Regions from separate parts of the Lactuca sativa genome. Here region 2 is linked to region 1. The links are chromatin contacts, called in public Hi-C maps. All regions are on one chromosome and are shown on one strand. The core of a region is the stretch at or near the end of the contact, and the rest is flanking DNA. Distances in the headings are between cores, read along the strand shown.

Evidence for each region. A called contact is a pair of places that touch in the nucleus more often than the background predicts.
Region 2: a contact with region 1 is called in a Hi-C map of leaf, with 6 times the contacts expected there. The contact joins the promoter of LOC111876588 here to the promoter of LOC111876589 in region 1. A contact is called at or near these places in 2 of 4 Hi-C or Micro-C datasets (leaf and seed).

What each region holds. Positions count from the first base shown.
Region 1 is chr5:195,073,918-195,079,146 of Lsat_Salinas_v11, forward strand. It overlaps LOC111876589 (heavy metal-associated isoprenylated plant protein 33), which reads left to right and starts at 1,757. Exons shown (of 3, transcript XM_023873142.3): 1 at 1,757-2,289; 2 at 2,670-2,745; 3 at 2,850-4,966. The coding sequence starts at 2,260. The coding sequence ends at 4,552.
Region 2 is chr5:195,547,097-195,552,795 of Lsat_Salinas_v11, forward strand. It overlaps LOC111876588 (probable E3 ubiquitin-protein ligase LUL4), which reads right to left and starts at 1,376. Exons shown (of 3, transcript XM_023873141.3): 1 at 762-1,376. The coding sequence starts at 1,231.

The sequences.
Region 1 (5,229 bases), core at 507-3,006:
CTTAAAAATTCTAATTATATCTTGTGGTCATAAACTATGATATTCAAATATCCCTAATCTCGTTACACTTTGATTAGTGTTAATCATCTGCAAGATCACTATCAATCCATCCCTCCCTATCTTCGTTCTTCTTCCTCGAAATGTAATCGATTTTAGGTCGACAGATTTGACCATCGTGTTCCACCGTAGAGCGTCGATAACTCTACATGCCTCGGAAGTGCTCAGGCGGTATATTCGTTGCATTTTGGCTCTCAGGTGCAAATTCAACAACTTTTTAGCTATTGTTTTTATTGTGTTCGCTACTCCATACATGAATTGTCAGCTCCTTTTGATCCAATTGAATCTTCCCATATCTACAACTCTTCTATTGTCAGAATCAAAGAAGAAGATGGGAACGTAGGCACTGTCTGGTTGGGGAGGGGGATTATTTTTTTATTTTTCCTTTTAGTTTTCATTCAGTATAAAATTAAACCTAAAAGATTACATGACATTTTATTTAAGCTGTGTGGCCTACAAACAACCAGCTTACCCGATTGTTTCATCAAAAATGGTTTTTTAAACATTTTAAATTGGACTTTATTTCTTTTCAATGAAAAAAAAATTTAGTAACATTTTAAAGCAAATGAAAAAAATTCATAGAACTAAAATGACATTAACCCTGTATTTAATCTCAATAACTACATAAAATGCGAATGCCATAAAAATAATCCATAACAATATTGAATTAAAAAACCAACTTTTGTATCAACAAACTAACCAAAATAACTCTTGATAAGTGTTGATTAATTCAAAATACTTATAATAATATATAGTATAGATAACCATGTTGACGTGAAATCATGCTCCTCATGTCATTCTAAGTTTCTTTTTGGACTTTGTTTTAAATGTCATACCATGTATTTTATCGTTTGAATTGCTTTTTTTACTACCGGACTTAAACCTTGTTTATAGGTATTATTTTTTGCAAACGGAATTTCCCTAACAAGGATTTCGGAATAGCTTTTGTGTACCTACTAATTTTCTGTTGTAAACATGAAACTATGTCACAATCGTAAGTGCTGAGTAATGTCAGGATAACATAATTTGAATATTAGTCAACAAGTTATCTACTGGATTTTAAACATTGGTCACTACACACTTATGAGTTAATATATGAAAACACAATCAAATCAAGATAATAGATCAATAACCACAAAATCAAACAAGGCCAAGAGTTACATTGCAAATTTCATATATATATGCAACAAATCCTAAAATCTCCAACCCCTCAAGTAAACAAAAATATCAAAGTATGTGCCTCAAGCTATAAACGTTCTTAATTTCTTAATGCTTTGAGAAAAAATATATATATATATACTTACGAATACACAATTGCAAATAGAGAATAAACAAAATTAACACATGACATAATTCTTATCACAAACTTCATTTATTACCGACGATGACATAGCAAGTTTTAACTGTTGTACCTCTGAAAAAAATGATTCTCGCAAAGGACATTATTGCTGTTTTATTGTATGTCACAAAAAATTATTTTTGGTATTTTGTAAGTACCCACTACCAACTTTAATAGCCAGTTTTAGTGAGAATACCACTACAATAAATCATCTAATTCCGATTATTCAAAATTTCATAATGAAATCCAGCGAGATAAATTTCATAATTTTGGGGAAAGGGATCTGACATTTAAGTACTTTCAAATCTGGTGATGGATTACCATGTTTCATATATTTAGCAAAATAAGATAATGTGAATTCATCAAAAAAGAGAGTGAGCCATAGCCGAGCCATTTACAATAGCCGGCTTAGCCGCTAATTTACTATAAATAAAACCCATTGAAAAGAAAACTCAAATAAATAAACCTAAAAAAACCCAGTGAGAGATAGAGATAGAGAGAGAGAGAGAAAGGTCTCTGTGCATCATCTCCATCTCTGAAATAGGAAAACCACAGAGAGAGGTTTTTTAATGTCTACCCACCGCCTCTGAATCTTGTTGTCAAAGTTCTCTTTGTTGTATAACCAGAAGAACCCTTTTGGCTTCTCTCTTCCTCATTTCACTCAAATCAAAGAAACTAAAATATCTCCATTTTTAGCTTCCTTAATTTTCACAACAAATTCTTGATTGTTCTTCCCTTTTCTGTTTCTTTTTTGTTTCTTGTCACTTCAGATCTGTAAAACCCACAATCACATTTCCTCAGTTTCGTTTTACATTTTTCTTTTCTCTTTTCTTTCTGGATTTTGTTTGTTTTAACCTCAAAATATGAGTAAAGAAGAGTTCGTGAAGATTCAGGTACATACATAATAACATAACCTTCTTAAATTTGTTAGTGTGTGAAGAAAAAAGTGTGTTTTTATTATACGAATTTGTTTATGAATATCTGTATATTGCTTCTTTCAATGCTTTGCGTGTTTTGAACTCAAAAATCTTCAGACTCGCTTTTACATTTGCGTTGATTTTCAACTCTATCTCTCTCTCTTTCTCTCACCAAACAGTCTGTTCACAATTAATTTCAATTAAAATGTATACAAACAAAAGATGCCTCTTTCCCCTTTTTCTTTTTGTCGGATTTCAGTAAAATTTCTTCTTCAATTCAATGGTGTTTTGAATCTTGAACTTCACTCTTGTTTATTTCATCAAGCCATTGTTTGCTTGTTTGTTTGTCCATGCAGACTACCTCTCTGAAAGTGAACATCCACTGTGATGGCTGCAAGCGAAAAGTGAAGAAAATCCTTCAGAAAATCGAGGGTATTTTGATTAAATCCTGTAAATTTAATGATTTTAATGTTGAATCTGAATTGGGTTATGGTTATTTGATGTTTTTGTTGGTTTAATTTTACTTTGGTGAGCAGGAGTTTACACCATCAAAATAGATCCAGAACAGGGGAAGGTGACAGTATCGGGAGATGTTGATCCAGACACACTCATCAAGAGGCTTGCTAAAAGCGGAAAGCTTGCGGAGGTTTGGGGTGCTCCGACGACGAAGCCAAATCCACAGATCAACAATCAATTTAAGAACATGCAGATTGACGGTGGTAAAGGCGGTGGTGGTGGCGGTGGTGCCGGAAATAACAAAAACCAGGGGCAGAAAGGCGGTGGAAACAATAATAACAATAATAATCAGCAGCAGCAAGGTAAAGGAGGAGGCCACCAGCAACCACCGCAGCAAGGCGGTGGTCCGACGCCACAACAACTTCAACAGTTTCAACAGCTTCAACAAATGAAAGGGTTTCAAGATCTGAAGATGCATCCCCAATTTAAGGACATGAAAATGCCCCCTTTTGGTAACAACCCCGGAGGTGGTGGTGGTGGCGGCGGCGGAAAGAATGCACAGAAGAATGTGAAAGTTATTGAGGATGATGGGAGTGAAGATGATTACGATGATGAAGATGATGAGTTTGATGATGATTATGATGATGATGATGAGTTTGATGATGATTTGGATGACGTTCCTGTGAAGAAACCGGTGATGATGGGTGGCGGAGGTCCTCAAGGTCAGATGGCTAATATGTTACCACAGCTCATGAAAAGTGGGCAGATTCCGCCACAGTTTATGAATATGAAGAACGGACAAATACCACCGCATCTCATGAAAGGTGGTGGTCCGATGCCACAGCAGCAAATGAAGGGTGGTCAGATGCCACCTCAGCAGCAGATGAAAGGTGCTCCGGCTCCCCAGATGGGTAATAACGGCGGTGGTGGAAAGAAAGGTGGAGGAGGAGGAGGAGGTGGTGGTGGTGGTGGTGGTGGTAATGTTCCTGTACAGATGAATGGTGGTGGAAAGAAAGGTGGTGCCGGAAACAATGGTGGAAACCAAAATCAGAGTGGCGGAGGAGGTAAGAATGGTGGTAAAAATGGTGGACCTCCTCAAGATGGTCAAAATAAGAATGGTGGTGGCGGTCAAAATAAGAATAATGGTGGTGGTGGCCAAGGCGGTGGGGGTGGAGGCGGCGGCGGCGGCGGCGGCGGCGGTGGTGGTGGTGGTGGCAACATGAACATGAACGTTAATGGAGGTAAGAAAGGTGGGATGAATGATGGAATACATGGCATGCCAAACATGATGGCGATGAGTGGTGGTGGGGGTAATGTGGGGCTCATGGGAAACATGCCTATGAACAGTCAGATGGGTCCTCGAATGGGTCAACAACAGATGGGGAATCAAATGGGTCAAATGGGTCAAATGAATGCATCCATGGGTCATATGGGTAACATGCAAGCTGTTCAAGGACTTCCAGCTGGTGCTGGAATGCACGGTGGCAGTGGCGGCGGTGGTGCCGCCGGTGCTGGTGGATATTTCCAAGGTGGTGCACCCGAATCCATGGCTAATAACCCTTATTACCAGCAACAAATGGCGGCAATGATGAATCAGCAAAACCCGAACGGTAATGAAAGATTCCACCCAATGATGTATGCCCGGCCACCACCGGCGGTCAACTATATGCAGCCACCACCATATCAACCTTACCCACCCTACCCCTACCCCCACCCACCACAGGGTGACCCTATCACACACTACTTCAGTGATGAAAATACCTCAAGTTGCAGCATCATGTGAGAAGAAACCTCAGGCGGATGGCGGTGGGTGGCGGTGGATGGTGGTGGCATGGCGGCTCCGCCACCACTAGATTCCATCAAGCAGGACCAAGAGAGATGGGGTTTTCTTTAGCTTTAGTTGTTTCCCTTTTGTTTTACTTTTACTTGATCCTGAAGATGGATTAGGGTTTTTTAAATTATGATCTTAGGGGAGTAATATATAGATGATAATATTTTATCAAAGCTTAGGGGAAGAATGAGATGTTAGTGACACTAGTGAGTGGGGGATGATGATGATGATGATCATGGTTATGATGATGGATTATGAGCTTGATGTTTATATGTGTTCATATGTTGAAAAAAAAAACAGAAATAATATAAAAATGAGATTGGGGGTTTTAAGAAACAAAAGAAAGTTTCCCCCATTTCTTCCCCATTTTAAGTTTGTTTTTTGAAGTGATTGTTATTAAATTATTGGTTTTCTTTTCTGATATTGGGCATCAATCTAGTTATTTCGATCTTAAATTTGAAAACAATTCAAAGTAGCAATTAGTTATTAGTAAATGTGGTTGAAATGATGGAGGACAATGTGGTGGGGCCACTCAAAACAAGTGGGACCAATGGTAGTGATGATATGGGACCCATTATCTTTAATATGTGTAAGTTTATACCTATATGTATATATATCTATATATGTAC
Region 2 (5,699 bases), core at 126-2,625, 470 kb after region 1:
GTTGAAACTCTATCTCAAGATACCTACACTTTTTGTCCCCTTGAGACTTGAGAGAGTCCTAAAATTTTACAAATTTGCCCTCATTTAATTTCTCCTTTCATTTCCATTAGTGTGTTGGGCACAACTTAACTTTTTCTTAAACATCATTTATCTGAGAAAAGAAGAAACAGATCCCTAGTTTAGTTCAGTGTAGTGTAAGGTAGATAACATGAATATATCTAAACAGTTGAATAATTTAATTTCTAATATAAATATCTAGAGAGTGGAATATTCACCATTACAGATTATTTACTGTATTTACTATACATTGGGTATGAATATCTTGATTATTTTCACACAAACACAAGTAGATAACATGATTATGTTCAAGATTATTGGACATGTGCTATGGGTTTAGTTATCTGTATTCTAGTGAGGTGCTATTAGGGACTCAATAAAAACAGTAAATGGAACAAACTAGCAATAAACCAACTTATGAACAAGTGAACAGTCTATGTTCAATATATAGGCCAATTCAGCTAGCGATAATCACTCATTCCACTCTATTATAGTATGATAATAAGCATGCCCAATACATTCCTCAATTGCACAATTCTACCCAAATTAGGCCTAAAAGTGATACGATCCTGTTATTGGTTGTATCAAAGTTTCTAACACAATTGTTCATCAAATGTAAAAGATAATGCATATGATCATTCGCATACATAAGCTATATGTAGAATACACAGTAAAGTAGTAACAAATTTACACAGATTACTAACCTTCCATCAAACATCGCATCAAACACGAAGGAAACTAAATGACAATCAGGATTCTCCTCATCGATTTCAACCTTCAATGTATCCTTATGCACGTTAACATGACTCTTAACTTTCTTTGCCTGCTGATGCTCGACATACGCTGGCGGAGGCTGAGGTGGTGGAGCCGGCATCATCGAAGGTAGACGCATTTGTGGCGCCCACCCATAATTGTAATTTGCTTGCTGTTGACTATAAGACCAAAAATTGGGCCTAACATTCAAGGCGTTATTAGGGTAATTACTGGCATCGTAGGGGTGGAACACTGGGGGCGTAGGCAGTGGGAGTGCCGGTGGTGGCGGCGGTGGCGGTGGTAGTGGCGGTTGTGGAGCAGAGTAAATATATTGTGGTGCAGAATAAGGGTCGGCAGAAGGTGGGTGTTGATGGTGATAATGGTTGTTTCTTCTTCTGTTGCTGCTTAATGATAAACCCATCGATCTTTCTGCAAAACTGGGGGAGATTGGGATAGGAAATCTAAAGGTGCGTTAAGGGAGGAAAGTCTAGAGGAGAAACAGATCTGGTTTTGGTTTGACGAGAATGGAAGGTTCTAATTTACGACTACAACAGGGTTGATTTTGTCAGACACGGTTTAGAAACGACATTTCCAAGAGGTTTTTGACTTTATCCCTTGTCATTATCCCTCCTACCTCTTTTCCATAGCAAATTGAACAATCAGATCGTATTATGTTAATTTTAGTGGCCCAAATATCATATTAGCTCATCAAATTTGTCATAGCAAATTGAACAATCAGATCGTATTAAGTTAATTTCAGTGGCCCAAATATCATATTAGCTCGTCAAATTTGTGTTAGTAGAGGCAAATACCATATTAGTTCATCAAACTTGTAGAGTTTGTTTTAAAAGACCACTAAACTTTTTATTTGCACATTAAGGGAATTAACTCTCACATGACCGTTTAATAATGTCATTTTACCGATTGTAAAATGTTTAAATGATATTATGGTGTCGTGGTCTCTACAGTGGAACGTGAATCGATTAGTACTGTTTCAATCTTGGTCCCCAATTTTGCCAAGTCACCCCTATGGTCCCCCATTATAAATTGAAGGGTACCCTAAATGAGTGTTCCCCACCCACTTTGTTAACCTAATCGTATTATTTGGTTAATACAACAAATTTCGATTTTTTCCCCTTTTGGCTGCTATAAATCAAGAAGATGGCATCAGAACAAAGCTTCTCTTATGGTGGTTTCAGAGTATCGGACCTAGACATGCCAACTGACTACGAGCTTCACGTCATGCAAACGCAAGTGAAAATTGAGGAAATGAGAGATGACCTACGACAACAGCTAGGCGAGTTTAGGGAGGAAATAAGTTACTTGAAAAAGATTGTGACTGTGATAGCTGTTGTTGAAGTTCTAGTGGTGTCGATGATCGGGGTTTGTTGTTGTGTTGAATGCTCTGGGTGGGGATTTTGGTGGGTGTAGTTATGTCGGTAGGTAGCACGATGGCGATTTTAGCATTTTGTTTTTGGGTTTTTTGGGTTGTCGAAGGTTGTTGTTTGTTTTTGTCTAACTTCTCCATCTGCTAGTATAATATGTATGTATTAGGGTATGTTTTGTTGTTGGTGATTATGTGTTTTAGGTGATGTTTGTTGGTTATTTGGATCAGTGGTGACTTTTGACGATGTTAGGGTTTTCATAACCATCTATTTTTTTAGGGGGGGGGGGGGGGGGGGGGGGGGTGGTAACACGATAACCTCATTTGTAATGTATGGTCACTTTGATGAAGGAAATGAAATCAACTTGCTATTAACCAATGTTTTCATATGATGTCAGTTAATATATACTAATGTTGTCGTAGTACCAACTGTTTTCAATGGTGCCAATGGTGTTATGTAGTTTGTTGGGGGCCACATTGCACTCTTATTCATGCTTCCTATTGAGTACTTGTAGGTGTTCATATATATATATATATATATATATATATATATATATATATATATATATATATATATATATATATATATATATATATATATATATATATATATGCAAACACGGTATAAAGGATCAACAAATGCCTCTACATTTCCAATTACATAAGAAATGGCTGCCAATGAATGTACACAACCATACCTATTCAGTTTCCATATCCTACAAGTATATGTTTTCTTTTCCAAATCAACATCATATGAGTCTCTAAGTTTCTTGTTTCAAAGGTGTTTATAATTGTAACACATAAAGCATGACATAATGAACGCAAACATACCTTATGCTGACATCAATGTCCTACCATACCCAACTTCAAGATGCAGATCTGACATCAATGTCCCACCATACCCAACTTCAAGATGCAGATCTTCTTGCAGATTTTCTAAAAACCATTTCCAATTGTCTTTATTTTCAACACAAACCACAACCCAAGCTATTGTTTCCATCCCTCCCAACAACACATAATAACTGACCAGTACACATTCCTTTAAAAAAACACTCATCCAAGTTTATAATCCTTCTATAACCAATTCTCCAACCCTGCTTTAGTGCATCAAAACATATATATCCTGCTAAAGTAAGTTTTCCCATCTGGCATAGAGTTCACAGACAACTTGATTGTTGACCCTGGATTAGACCTTCTTATCTCCTCTCCATAGGACCACAACTTTGCATAATTTTCCACTATGGTACCTTCAACAAGAGACATTGCATGTTGCTTTGTAACAATTGAGAATTTCCCATCATTAATTGTTACTAGGAGTTAAGTTCGACTTATAAAAACAAAAACTTCCCATATTGAAGGACAATAGGGACAGTTGAGTTGAGAATAATGTAATCAAAATTTTAAAATGGTTAGCATATTTGGAAAATACGCGACCTAATGATCCCAAAAATTAAAAGCGTCGATAAAATCTAACTTTGATTAGAAGAGTTACTATTATGACGAATAGAAACCAACCACATTAATAACGCTATTGACGTCAAAAATAGCAAACAGATAACAGTTGACTTTTTGGCTAACACTACAAAAATGAAATTTGTAGTAAAACATGAGATAAGAACTTGAGAAGAAAGAAGGCAAAAATGGAAGTTGTATGGAGGAGATACGATTTTTATAAAATATAAAAATGTGGGTTAAAAATGAAAGTAAAAATTAGATGATGCAACCTAAAGGAAAGTTGTAGTTCTAGGAAAGAGCTACGCAAATATATAAAGAGGGTAAGAAACAAAGTTCATATGACGAATATATAAATTTTGTAAAAGAATTAAAGTGTGTGCGTTATTTTACACGCCATGATCGTCGCGCACATCTGGCTCTCCGATCCGTTGGAGATTTGGAAACGTAGACAACCAAAAGGGTGACATGTAGCAAGATTTGGATAGGCCACAAAGCGAGTGCACGCCGCGCAGCAGAGTGCCCATCATGCATCATCACTATAAATAGGAGTGATTGCTTCCTGGTTTTTCATCTCAAACCAACCTCCGAACTCTCTTTATATACTTCAATACCCCTCGATGGCAAGAAATTTCGGTTGCAATAGTTCAGGTGCTCCCCGATACGCTATTAGAGTGAATTCACGACCCTATTTTACTGTTTTAAAATGTTTTCAGGGGGGATACATGCTTAACGAATGATTTGATAAAAATATTTATCTTATAAATACCAAGTCATTTTAATATAAGCAAGATACCTTACGATAGTATAGTTGTAGATACTATACCTAGATTTAAACTATGATCTGTGTCTAAAAGATATGATGTCTGGTAATATAGGAGTAGGTAATACCTAAATGTTATGATGGCCAAATCTCTAGGAAAATTTAAGTACCCAAGAGTTAAGCTAGACAAGATTTAGGATATGCACTATACTTAATTGTTATGCTACCCAAATATCCTGTTAAAATAACCATAATTAGTATATACATAAAATGAACATGTGTTTGCATTCTTATATGAAAAAAAACAAAAGAATAAAATTTGAGTTTATTCTTAGAGAACAATCATTCTAAAAGAATAAAATTAAAGCTTCCCTACCTTTTTTGGTTGTCTAGGTCTGATCAATTTTCCAGGATTACATGTGAAGAATATTTCCCTTCTTCATTCTGAAAGAATAGTAGCCTTCCTCAAACTAAAGCCTTCTTTATTCTAAAAGAATATTGCCCTCGTTCTAAAAGAATTTACAGAGTAACTGTAACATCCCGAAATTCAGGTAAAACTATTTAACCCTTCCCTTTTGTCGAGTTGTCAAGATTGGTCCCTTGAGTGAGTTCTTGTAGCAAATGGGTACGCTGGGCGTACTGGGGAGTACGCTGCACGTACTCATGCGCTTAATTTGGATGCGGACTCGCCTGGGTACGCTGGGCGTACCCAGGGTTACGTTGGGCGTACCCAGGGTTACGTTGGGCGTAGCGGGTCCAGATGCAAACCCTAATATTTGGCTTGTGCACTATTTAAGGGATGCTAAGGCTCATTTATCAGCCTCCATATCAGAGAGTGAAACCCTAAGAGATCCTTCCATCGTCCTTATCTTGAGTGTGAGTGTTTTGGAGCTAAAAGTGCCTTATGTGTTAGTGAAGAAGAAGGAGAGGAGCTTGTGGAGGCTAGAGCTTGAAGTGCATGTTTGGATCTAGGATCTTTAGAAGGAGCTGCATCTAGAGGTATAAAGTTCAAAACTTTCCTCTTTATTTGGTTTGATGTTGCATGGACCATTTCTAGGGTTAAAAGTCCCAAAGGTGGAGACTTATGAGTGTAAAGGACTCCATGGACCTAAATCTATCCCATTTCAGTGGTATTTGAGTTATAAATCCATAAAAATCCCAACTTGGTTGTTGTTATGAGGTCATGCTTGAGTTATGAGGTTTTCAAAATAAAATTCACAAAGTTTTCTCAAAGAGTAAAAAGTTTTGAAAGAGCAGAGCAGAGCAGTGTGTACGATCAGTCAGCGCCCG